Regions from separate parts of the Macaca fascicularis genome. Here region 2 is linked to region 1. A link is a contact called in public Hi-C data. All regions are on one chromosome and are shown on one strand. The core of a region is the stretch at or near the end of the contact, and the rest is flanking DNA. Distances in the headings are between cores, read along the strand shown. Region 1 holds the start of TMEM14A (transmembrane protein 14A). Region 2 has its middle 20 kb from the start of TRAM2.

Region 1 (6,835 bases), core at 1,894-4,393:
TGCTCTTCACAGCTTAAAGTTGTGACCACGGGGCACTGTGTTCCATCTGGTAACTTACAATGTTCAGCCCCATGAACTTCTCACGTTTGGTCCTACTTACTACTTTCTAAAGGAGCTAACCATATACTCTAAAGTATGCTTACCTTCAAACCTGACACTGCCACTTACTAGCTGTGGAAACTCAATAACTCAGTTTCTCCAACTTTAAAATAAGGATAACAAAAATATCTACCTTATAGGATTGTTCTGATAATTAAATGAGTTAATACTATAAAGCACTTAGAACAGTGCCTTGCACATACTGAGCACTCAACAAATATTAGCTGCTCCAATAATAATGATTCTTCTTCTCATTCACCCTGACATCTATTTTGAGCTTGACATGTGTAAGGCTATTACTATTTCAGCACACTGAGAAAACTGAGGTAGAGTGAATTTATGATTTACTTAACGAATCATATCATAGTATCGTAACATATATTTGTACTCAATTCAACTTAACAGCTATTTATTGAGCATTTTCTTTGTGCAAGGCAGCAGGAAGCAATGGTAAGTGCTTAGACATGGCCTTGGTCCAGTACAACACAGCTGTAGGAGGCAGATGTGTGAATGAGCCCTAAGAGGAGAGGTGTGGGTACCATAACAAGGAATGGCACCCAGCAAGGACTGGGAGCCTAAGGAAGGATGCCCAGATAACACAGGGTTCCAGCTGGGACCTTGGAGAGATGTTGTGCCAAACCCCTATTAACCTCAATAAGGAAGGCAACAGGTTCAAGAGGCCAAAAGAGACCCAGAGCCAGCAAGTGAGACATGGGGTTTCATTAGGGGCTTTCATACAGAGGAGGGAGTCCAGCGGCGGTGAGCTGGGCAGGAAAACAGCCGCTTGCAAACATCATGCAATTTACGTAGCATTTTCACTTAACACCCTCCCCTCAATGACCTCCTCCTGGCAACCTTGATTTAACTCAAAATTCAAGGCCTCAATTCCCCATATGGCCCCTGTTCTATGGGACAGGTGGGGCAGGGCTCAGATGTTCTTCATAGACAAGAAACAAATCTCTGGGTTGGGCAGGCCTGGGTTCCCTAGTTCAGAAAACGCATTCAGGTTCATCTGCCACACAGGGTCATTCTAAGGGTATGCTTTAATTATTGCTGTCAGGTGCATTTACCCTACAGGGGAGCATAAGTCAAGTGAAGAGGGTGGCAGGGAAGGGTGTTCCTGGCAGAAGGGAGCGTGTGTGCAAGGCCCTCATGGCACAAGAAAGCATGTTCTCAAAATGAAAAGTACAAGGGGCTTGTGAAAAGAGAGGGAGCTGGTGAGAAAGACAGGGCTGTACACCCACATAAGCCCTGTAAAGGGAGTCTGGTTCTGTCCTAGGGGCAGAGAAGGATCACCAAAGGGAGCCTCACAATCAGATTTAAATTCCAGCAAGCACTTCCCAGTTGCAGTAGTGAAGATGGGTGGTGAAGTCAGGCAGGGAGATACATCGGGAAGCTGTTGCAGTAAAGTAAGCAAGAGCTTAGTTGATAAGGGTAGGCTTATCTAGAGAAATGGCAATGAGAATGGAGAGAAGGTGGACAGATTTCAGAGGTTCAGGAGGAAGAGTCAGCAGAATTGAATTCGAGGAGGGAAGGGAAAGTCAAGGGTGAATCAGAGATGACTCACCCCTAGGTATCTGGCTCAGACCATTAGGAGAAGCAGGGAGTCAGGGAGCCTCATGTTATTCTCTGAGACAGAGAACATGGGAACAGCAGCAGGTGTGCGGGGCGGGGAAGAGGGAGGTGGTTAGGAATGATGGGACGTGTTTGGAATGTATTCAGTCTGAGACGCCCAACACACAGGAAAACACCATTACATACAGATCTGAGGCTTATGAGAGCACTTTCATTATCAGGTGTAACCTTTAGACCTAATTGTCTCCTAAAGCCAAGTAGCTGTTGTGAAAATTAATTCCACTCCATCCTGAGCCTCCCAGCTCTTCCTGCGATCTTCTCTTGAGGATCCATACTCTTTTACTTGGTTGGGATTCTCTCGCCTCTCAGTCAGCCAAGCTCCTTGAGGGCAAACCGAGGGTGCACAAGGCAGGTACTTAAAATACTTGTTAAATGAATAAATGAGTGAGTGAACCAAAGGAACAGCTTCTGCCTGAAAACATTCTGTAACTGATCTACCCAATACAGCTTTATTGCCAGGAAACAGGCAGCTCCTTAATCTCCTTAGTGAAGTGACTGTTGTTCTAAGGAGGCAAAATAAATCTACTCCCAATGCTTGTAAGAAGGTTCTGTTCTCAGAGAGGATATTCAGACAAAAGAATCACCTTTTCCATGACGGAGCCATGTGGCCAGGCCAGAAGCACACATTAAAGCCAGAGGCTGTGTTAACATGAAAGGGATAAGGTGGGAGAGGATGTGCACAGCACATCACACGCTCTCATCACAAATGCGATGCTCAAGCCTTGGAAGGGCTAGAAAGCATCTTGGATGCAATGCAGCAAAACGATTTACTATACTAGGTACAAAACAAGGCCGACCGCCCCAAATCCTCCAAAATTTGGAGAACTAAGAGATTTTCAGTCAACTGTTATATAAAAAGCATTTTCACATGCTAAAGATATAACAGTTACCTACCCGTGAGCTCTTGGAGGGCACAAAAGGCACATTTTCGAGTGGGGTCTGGGTAGTGCTGGGAAAGTTAAAATCCTGCCAAGCATTTTGCAATGGTCCATGAGCCCACCCCACCACCCCAGCTCCAGGAAGGGAGGAGGCAGCATAGGTGGGATATTTAGGGATACCAGAAGGCAAAAACTCGGGAAATTCCCAGGAGGAGGAGAAAAATGATACCGGAGAGGTAAGACCGATGGCCTGCAAAATCCCCTCAAGGTCCTCTGCATCATCGTTTGCTGTACAGGTTTGGCGCGGGGGAGGGGATGCCCGGTAAGCAACGCCCCTTATATTTCTGCGGTTCTGTAAGAAAATTCAGAGCAGGAAGGTCTCCATTGCGGGATGCACAGCTCACCTGCAGCCCCGAGCCCTCACTGCGGCTGAAAAGACAGAAGTCTGGGGCTAGCTGCCGCCACTCGAGGTACCTGGAATCCGGAAGCAGTCTCCGCGCCAGCGCTGTCCCACCCAGCGCCCAGCAGTCTCGCGCTGAGCAGAGGCCGCTCCCTGCCGGAGACGCCCTCCCTGCCGCGCGCATGCGCTATGTCCCTTCTAGCCTTGCAGGGCTCTGCCCTGTCCATTCCCTTCGGCTGAATCGGGTCGGCCTATAGGTCAGGCAAACAGGAGGCCCTGCGCTGCGACATCCCGGCGGTAGCCGGACCCGTTGCTCCGTCTATCCTACCTTCGGCCCTGTCCTGGAGCCAGGGCTGGGGTTTCCTGCCTCCCGCCTGACGGAGCGGGACTGGCAGGCAGCGTATCTGCATGTAGCCAAGATTATAGAAGGCGAAGATTTTTAAGTTAACTCCATTCATCATTCAAGGGACATTTCCAGAACCTCTAAAAGGCAACGCGAGGTCTCCTACACACCCTCCAGCAGATTGTCCCCATTGTCAGTGGAGGGAGCTAAAGTTCAGTGAGGTCCAGTGACTTAGTTGTCCCAGGTCAGAATCCAAGTTTGCCTGGTTTCAAAGCCCAAGCACCCTTCATTACACTATAGGATCATCTAAATGTGGTTGGGAGATCAGGATCCTAGTTTTAAACTTCAGGCCCAGGATTTGCTGGGCTTAGATATCTACAGGGAAAGGTATAAATTTCAGAGTTGGAAAGCACTTAAAATCTTGCCTCATCCAAGGCGATCTGCTCAATCCTAGGAATGAACCTTAAATTGACTCTTTTTTTTTTTTTTGATACAGGATCTCAGTTGATTGCCCAGGCTGGAGTGCAGTGGCGCCATCCCAGTTCACTGCAACCTCTGCCTCTTGCCTCCTGGGTTCAAGCGATTCTCCAGCCTCAACCTCCGGAGTAGCTGGGATTACAGGTGTGTGCCACCTCACCCAGCTAATTCTTTATTTTGTTTGTAGAGACGGGGTTTCACTATGTTGCCCAGGATGGTCTCGAACTCCTGAGCTCAAAGCAATCCTCCCACCTCTGTCTTGCAAAGTGCTGGGATTACAGTTTAAATTGACTTTAAATTATGCCTCTCTGTAGCAACTTATCATCTTATTCTTCTGCCTTCTTGATTGAATACAGAACTCCAACCCTCTTCCTTATGTAACAGCCCTTCGGAGATTTGAAGAAGGCTGTCACAGTGAAGTAGCTCTAGAGGTTCTGTGTCACTGAGAATTACAGCAGAATTCCTCAGAATAAAAGAGGAAACTCAAAATTAAATCTTGTGACGTTTGTTTGTTACATCTATTCTTTGTGCGTAAAAGTGCTTCAGGGAAGTAATATAACTACATCTAAGTTATGAAAGTCTGAGTTGGTCCTGGGGAATTAATAGAATTCCTGAAGAGTCACAGAAGAGTTGATGGCAACGCACTGGAATGTGGCGTGGAGAAAGTGATAGCCTGAAATTTGGTTCTGAGTTCTCTCAGCACTCTTTTCCATCCCCTTCTATGTCCATCCTTACCCCAGCCTCCTCCCCTTCTCTCCTCACACTCTCAGAACACTTATCCTATTTGGAATAAAACTAAAACCCTCTTGGAATACTTCAGCATCTTCATCTGATGTGACCTGGGTAAATAACTCCCCTCTGGACCTCAGTGCCTGGATTTAAGATAGGCCAAGACTAGATGCTCTCAGATCCCTTCCACCCTGCCACTAGCACACTCAAAGCTGGAAACAGCCTCATGATATTCCTACTCAAGGCGTGTCACCTAAACCTAAAGAAAAACTTTGTATATTATGGGAATTGCATACCCTTGAATATGTGGAAACAGGATAGTTCTTACGCAAAGGGATCACTGCCCTCTCAACTCATAGGCACTAGCTGTTGCCTTCTCCAGCTGATGGAAAGGCTGCAGCCCAGGTAAGGATGCAGGAAAGCCTATTCCCCTTATCCATTTTGTAAAGCTTTCTATGCATGATCCGCAGCAGAGACTCTTAACTTTCTTTTTTTTTTTTTTTTAATTTATTTATTATTATTATACTTTAAGTTCTAGGGTACATGTGCATAACGTGCAGGTTTGTTACATATGTATACTTGTGCCATGTTGGTGTGCTGCACCCATCAACTCGTCAGCACCCATCAACTCGTCATTTACATCAGGTATAACTCCCAATGCAATCCCTCCCCCCTCCCCCCTCCCCATGATAGGCCCCGGTGTGTGATGTTCCCCTTCCTGAGTCCAGGTGATCTCATTGTTCAGTTCCCACCTATGAGTGAGAACATGCGGTGTTTGGTTTTCTGTTCTTGTGATAGTTTGCTAAGAATGATGGTTTCCAGCTGCATCCATGTCCCTACAAAGGACACAAACTCATCCTTTTTTATGGCTGCATAGTATTCCATGGTGTATATGTGCCACATTTTCTTGATCCAATCTGTCACTGATGGACATTTGGGTTGATTCCAAGTCTTTGCTATTGTGAATAGTGCCGCAATAAACATACGTGTGCATGTGTCTTTATAGCAGCATAATTTATAATCCTTTGGGTATATACCCAGTAATGGGATGGCTGGGTCATATGGTACATCTAGTTCTAGATCCTTGAGGAATCGCCATACTGTTTTCCATAATGGTTGAACTAGTTTACAATCCCACCAACAGTGTAAAAGTGTTCCTATTTCTCCACATCCTCTCCAGCACCTGTTGTTTCCTGACTTTTTAATGATTGCCATTCTAACTGGTGTGAGATGGTATCTCATTGTGGTTTTGATTTGCATTTCTCTGATGGCCAGTGATGATGAGCATTTTTTCATGTGTCTGTTGGCTGTATGAATGTCTTCTTTTGAGAAATGTCTGTTCATATCCTTTGCCCACTTAGCTTCTGCACAGCAAAAGAAACTACCATCAGAGTGAACAGGCAACCTACAGAATGGGAGAAAATTTTTGCAATCTACTCATCTGACAAAGGGCTAATATCCAGAACCTACAAAGAACTCAAACAAATTTACAAGAGACCCTTAACTTTCAATGTGTCACCAACCCCTTTGGCAGTCTGGAGAAACGCACAAAATACAATACACAGGATTGCAAAGGAAGCCAATTTTATTGAAATGCAAATTTCAATTTTATTGAAATGCGATTTTATTGAAATCAAATTGTTAGACATTTAAATCTGTCATATAATAGATGTGTTTCTTTATTAACATATTAAAGATTACAAGACCTAGGGGGTGGATCTAATTATTACCATAATTTCAAAGTGGTGCTGTACGTAAATATTTTAAGATATCTGTAACATGGATATCTGTGATTCCTAGTGACGACAGAGACACAGGTACTAACACTGCTGTGGTTTGTTGCCTATTTTCCTGACGGAAAGAAATGAAAACTTCTTTTCTCCATCGAAGTTTTCAGATTTCCTGATTTCTATCCTCTGGCCCCTTTAGATTCACAGATTCCAATTTAAGAACTCCCAGTCTATAGTAATGCAAGTTTTCGTAAGTTGTACATAGGTGGAATCAGAGAAAGGGAAAGAAGGTGAAGAGCCTCACTGACTGGCTGCTAAGGCAGGGCCTCACGGGATGGTTACACCCTGTGGATCTTGAGCCTGCTCCTCATTTTCAAATGTTCAGAAACTCAATTTGTCTCAGTTCTTCCAGGGGCACCCTGGCTTTTGAGGGACAGATTCATAAAAATCAAAGTCACAAGGGACTTACTGACTTTTTTAAGGCCCACTTCAGATTCTGGATTTTTTTCTTCTTTCAGATCCCAAACAGTGTCAAAGGACATTA
Region 2 (6,136 bases), core at 3,300-5,799, 73 kb after region 1:
TTCAAGAAAAATAAAAACAATATAGGTTCATTTGTAGAAAGTTTGGGAAATGTAGAAAAACACAAAGAAATAATAAAATTTGCCTATAACCATGTTTTCTAGTGATTTTTATGTACATCAGTAAAAGCCACCTTTAAGAATAAATTTCGGCCGGGTGCCGTGGCTCACATCTGTAATCCCAGCACTTTGGGAGGTTGATCACAAGGTCAAGAGATTGAGACCATCCTGGTCAACCAACATGGCGAAACCCCATCTCTACTAAAAATACAAAAATTAGCTGGGCATAGTGGTGCACGCCTGTAGTCCCAGCTACTCAGGAGGCTGAGGCAGGAGAATCACTTGAACCCGGGAGGCAGAGGTTTCAGTGAGCCGAGATCACACCACTGCACTCTAGCCAGGGCAACAGAGCGAAACTCTGTCTCAAAAATAATAATAATAATAAATTTCTAGGCTGTAATCCTAGCACTTTGGGAGGCCAAGGCAGGCGGATCACTTGAGGTCAGGAGTTCAAGACCAGCCTGGTCAACATAGTGAAACCCTGTTGCTACTAAAAATACAAAAAATGAGCCGCGCATGGTGGCACACACTTGTAATCCCAGCTACTCAGGAGGCTGAGGCAGGAGAATCACTTGAACCCGGAAGGCAGAGGTTGCCGTGAGCTGAGATCACACCACTGCACTCCAGCCTGGGCGAAAAAATGATACTCCATCTCAAAAAAAAGGAAAAAGAAAAAATTTATAAGCAAGAAAAAAAAGAGAGTTTTAACTGGTATCATGTAAGACACTTCCAGGAAATGCAATGTCCCTGTTTTTGTTTTATTTCATGTTTTTGGTGGCGGGAGGTGAGTGTGGGTGCTAAGAAATGCACATGCTCTTAGTCCAGAGTGGTCTTCCTGGGGCAGAAGCACGTTGGAAACACAGACCGTGGGCCCTACTCCACACCTACTCGTTCAGAATCTACACTTTACAAGATCCCCACCTCCCACCATTCAGCGCTTCCAAGCTGTGCACCTTAAGTTTGTGAAGCATTGGCCCATGCAGCCTCTTTCTCGCCTTTCTCAGGTGGTATTGATTGTCAGGATTTGTATATAACTTTCACACCTACTTGATGTTGAAACTAGCAATAAAAATCCCACCTCCATGGGAGTAAACACCTTTTGCTCAAGCCACAGCCGCACATTCTTTTGGGAAAGCTCTAAATGTGTTACCTTCTAAATCCCCTGAGAGTTGTGGGGTGCTCCAAAGGGAAGTCCAGGAAAGAGGGCAACGCTTCCTTTTGCTTCCCTCTCAAAGTCCATTCCAGGGTGAGAGCTGTTGTGTGTGTGGCCCCTTTAGTTACAGTAAATCATTCACCCAGTGAGGGACAAGAGAGATATTCACAAAAGACCTCTTGGAAGCCTGTGGGGGAAAGATCCACAGTCCACTGCACTACCATCCCCAACTCTCTTTCCTGCCTCAAACCATCCCTTTATCCTTTGATCATCCACCAGGGGGCCCCAGGAAGCACAGGCAGGGTGTGCGGATTGATGACAACCCCTAATCAGGAGAGCTGGAATCAAGGACTTGAGCGCCTGGAGGAAAAAGAAATGACAGAAGCCAAAACAGTCGTGTCTGCCTGAGCTGCCAGCCACAACCATGTGTGGGCATCGGAGCGTATGTCAGAGTCAGGCTGGCCAGTGCAAAGCCTGCCAAAGAGCTGCTTCGATTAGGTCTTCACTTGAAATTTTAACCAGGCAGATGTTCCCTGGCAGCCATCCGAAGCCATCTAGGAGGGGCATCCTGTCCAGGAGTGGCTGCCTCTAGGTGGAGTCTTATTAGTCTCTCCCTTTGTTTTCATTTTGCAAACTTGATAGCTGTTGCAAAGCCTGTGTGCCCAGGCACCAGGGCTCCCTCTGCATCCTGGCATTTGGTCCTGTATCTCTTTGACACCATCAAGTAATGCTGCTGGTGCCCAGTTCTTGCCTGGGCTATCAAGAGTTCATCTGGTGCCTCTCCACTACTGAGCCTGGCTTTTTAAGCTCTTGGAGCCTGATTTGTAAATCCTTCCATGGGAGCCTCTGAGACACCTATGGAGGTCCAGTACTGATGCACAGGAGAAGGATGAAGGATGGATAAGAAGGGCTCTGCCTGACCTTGGGGAACTTACAAAAATCACCCAATTTGTCCCAGAAACCCCCAAATGTTTATAAAGTAAGCAACCATGGTGGTATTTTTCTGTCCAGAGGTTATGGAATGTAAGTGGTTGAAAACGCAGGTCCTGTGTTTACAGAGACCAGGATTCAGAATCTGGCCTTCCCTGTCACTAGCTGGGTGACCCAGGTTTGCTCTCTGAATTTTTAGTCCTCAATTTGTCCCTTTTTAAAATGGGGATAACAACACCTGCCTCATAGATTATTATGAGGATTAAATGAGATATAGTACGTAAAGCACTTAGTGAGTGCTCAGTAAAAGGTAGTGTTGTTGTTATTATTGTATTATTATTATCACATAAAAATTGACCAGTCCATTTAGATTATTCCAGATAACCTAACAAGTCAGTGTTGTAACCCAAAAGGCCTGGGTTTCAGTTCTGGATCTGCTGTGAATTAGTCTTGTGATAGCCTGTGAGCCTTAGTTTCTTCATCTATAAAATCTAGATAACACTATCTGGACTTTTGTTCCTGTTTTAACTAACATTTATCAAATGCTAACTGTGTGGTAGGCATCACTGTAAATGCTTTTCATGTTAAATTCATTGAATCCCCTCATGTCCCTGTTTTGCAGATGAGGAAACTAAGGCACAGAGCTGATGTGCCCAAAGTCAAGCAGCTAGCAACAGATGGAGCTAGGATTCCAACCCAGCCAGCCTGGCCCTAGAGCCTGCGTTCCTGACCTTATTATGAAAAATCAAATGGCATAATGATTATGAAAGTGCTTTGGGAGTGGGAAGCATTATACAGACATGAGATTGTTACTCTTCATCCAAGTTTCTTGGTGTTTGGTCTTCAGCTGGGATCCTTAACCTTTCCTGGCAGGCATGGAATGGGGAACAGCTTTAGATTTTCCTGAAGGCTTTCATTTAATCACTGGCTGTTATGAGTTGAGGGGAGCTAAGTTTCCAGCATCCTTTTACCAGTGAATAACAGAAGTGGGACTGGAAATCAGGTTTTCTGACTCTTAGCCTTATGATACTGTTCTCCAGCCTCACCAATCCTCAGAGGCTTATTTTTGGTTGGCACATAGCTCATACTTTCTGTGATTACTTATTTCACAAGATTACATTCTGGTTTTTCTCTTTCTCTCTCTCTTTTATTTTTTTCTTTTTTTGAGACTTTTGATTGAAATACAGCATACATACAGAAATGTGCACAGATCATAAATGGACAGCCCAGTATGTCCACATTGTGTAAGTAGCACCCAGACAAAGAATTAGTGCATTACCAGCACTCCTGGAGCCCTCCAGCCCCTCCCAGCCACAGCCGCCAACAAAGGGACCACTATCCTGACTTCTAACATCACAGATTGGTCTTGCCTGGTTTTCAGCTTGACATAAATGGGATTTCACAGTACTCTTTTGTGTCTGGCTTCTTTTGCTCCACATTATGTTTGTGAGATTTGTCTGTCTTTTGCATATCGAGTAGTTAATTACCACCACGATAGAGTATTCCATAGTACTGGTCTTCTGAACCAAATCAAGAGGCACACAGAGACAGAAGTGTCCTGAAACACTTCAAGCTGGTCCTTCAAAACACACAAAAAAAGTTAAAGCAATGAAATTGCTCAAACACCAAAAAAAAATATAGTTTAATCTTTACAAATTAGATCCAATTTATTGGCCATCTCTTAAAAGCCACTTTCCCAGATCGCTCCCCATCCCTCTCTCCTCTCTTTTCCCCTAGATGCCCATAGCCCCATATAGCTGTATCACCCAGCCTGAACACAGAGTTGGGGGGATGGAGGTTAACTAGCTCTGTTCTACTTAGGTGAACCCACCTTGACCTTAGAATAACTCAGAGCCTGGACTGTCTCCAACTTGGCCAGTAGGGTTTCTGCATCTTCAGCAGCATCACAGCCACCCTCACCCACAGTAAGAGAAAGTGCCTCTCATGTTTGAAACTTGGGAGGTATTCCCCTTGATCCCTATTAAACTGGACTGAGTCTGCCTCAGGATACAGCTTCTGCAGCCCCAGGCGGGTGAGAGGCAGGATGGAGTCTGCAGAAGGGGGCGGGTCCTCTGCTGTAACCCTCCCTCCCTCCTTCCCTCCCTCCCTTTGCAACCACTCTTAGAATCACTCCCACACTTTCTCAGGCTCTGGACTTCATTCCCAAGCAAAGCTGGACTGCACCCTCCTTCTCTCATCTTTGCCTTACCAGACCACAATTGGTCCTGATTTCTTCATACTGACAACCTCTCTGGGGTCTCCCTTTTCTAGTAATGATGACCTAATCCCAAGATGCAATTTTAGGGGAGTCCTGATGCAAATCAGCAGGATCGCCTGTCCTGAGCTGGAGTCCATATATGGTATAATCCCTGAACCATGACAGGGATAGTGCTGACTGTAATGCAACACAGCTGATTCACCAGCTGTCCCTCTTTCCCTAAGCTGTGCCTGCCCACTCCAGTTTCCATTAAGATCAGCACTGCACCCATAACAAAAGGTTAAGATAGCTGAAGTGCAGGACTTCGCCTCCTTTGGGAGGATGCAATTTAGGTTTTACTTCTTTCTAGGCTCCCCACTTCCTGGGAGGCTGTCCTTTCTGGAATGTAATAGAATATTATGACTGGTGCTTTTTCTTCAGTACTTCTCTTGTTGTGGGCGTGGTCAGGAAGAGGCGAGGAGAAAAGACAGTTATAGCTCAGAGGCTTGCTCAAGCCCAGTTGTAGAGGACCGTTTTCAACTGCAAGCAGGCATCGGGCCCCACCCTGACCCTGGGCAGAGTTCAATATTCACAGTCCTTAGCTGGAACTTTGGCTATTCTTTGGTCTCCACCCTCAACTATTTTTCATTTGTTTGGCCTTCTGTTAGGTGTGAGAGATAGAACTAAGAAAGTCTCAGATGTAGCAAGAATACTGAAATCTGGGTTACCAGCTGCATTCAAAGCTCATAAGTGGAGAATCATGTCCTTTCTATTAGCATCCTTACCACCATTCCATGTCTATTAAAAGCAAAGTATTATAATAGACTTTAGCAGTGCTGAGCTGGAGCTGGTTCAAACCAGTTTATGAGTCTAATTGTTAAATGTTTAGGAAATATGCAAACTGTTAAATGTAATGATTATTAAAGATTAAATTACATAAAATCACTGTTGAATAAATCAGACTTAAAATGAAGGTAATAAAGATACCAACTCATCATTTCTTAATTATTTCCCTACATTTTACTATTAACTGTGCCCTTGAGGCTGCTCAGATGAATGACGTCTGTATAGTGGAAATACCCTCTAACGTGTGCTACTGCGCATCTCTTCCCTACCCCTTGTTCAGTGACATACATCATGCTAGTAGCTCGGAATCAGTCAGTTGGGAGTATTTACTCCACAGGACTCAGAAAACCTCTGTAAATCAGGGCATCCCCCAAGCCCCTCGGAGAGTCAGTTGTTAACCATTTACAAGCCCACCACTGACTTTAGTGGTCAATAAATAATCAGACCTGCACCCGGGGTGCTTATAACGCCTTGAGGGAAATGAGTCCTTCAAGTCTTGGGTTGGACACTATCTATCTCTAAAATGCCAAACACGGGAATGAAAAGACGTGAGCTTTGAAGTAAGAGACACCTGCATTAGCATCCCAGTCTGCCACTTTGTACGATCCTGAATAAGTGACCTAATTTTTTTAAATCATCTGCAAAATGGGAGTAATAGCACCTCCTCACAAGATTGTCACAAGGATTTAGGGGTAAAGATATAAGAGTAGATATGAGAGTCTAGAAAGGGCATTTCTGATTGAAGGACCAGCATGAGAAGTTGAGTAAAAGCATAAAAGTGAAAAGAGTAGTCAAAGAATGGCCAGTGGTCTAGTATGCGTGGATATTAAGACAGATCACTTGAGCCCAGGAGTTTGAGACCAGCCTGGGCAATACAGCGAAACCCCATCTCTACAAAAAAAAAATACCAGGTATGGTGGTGCATACCTGTAGTCCCAGCTACTCGGGGGGCC

The links. Hi-C and Micro-C count contacts between places; a contact is called where the count stands out from the background.
Region 2: a contact with region 1 is called in a Hi-C map of skeletal muscle, with 4 times the contacts expected there. The contact joins the enhancer-like site here to the promoter of TMEM14A in region 1. A contact is called at or near these places in 2 of 2 Hi-C or Micro-C datasets (liver and skeletal muscle).

What each region holds. Positions count from the first base shown.
Region 1 is chr4:119,037,981-119,044,815 of T2T-MFA8v1.1, forward strand. TMEM14A (transmembrane protein 14A) reads right to left here and starts at 3,144. Exons shown (of 5, transcript XM_005552749.4): 1 at 3,017-3,144. LOC135970610 (a long non-coding RNA gene) reads left to right here and starts at 3,238. Exons shown (of 3, transcript XR_010586382.1): 1 at 3,238-3,599; 2 at 3,852-3,976; 3 at 4,189-4,326. It overlaps LOC141410223 (a long non-coding RNA gene), which reads right to left. Exons shown (of 3, transcript XR_012434464.1): 3 at 6,129-6,835.
Region 2 is chr4:119,109,787-119,115,922 of T2T-MFA8v1.1, forward strand. No RefSeq gene overlaps it. Among named protein-coding and RNA genes, the nearest start is that of TRAM2, 20 kb to the right of the region's middle. Within about 2 kb of position 4,550, at least 4 of the 6 cell types and tissues checked have an H3K27ac peak or open chromatin away from gene starts, as enhancers often do.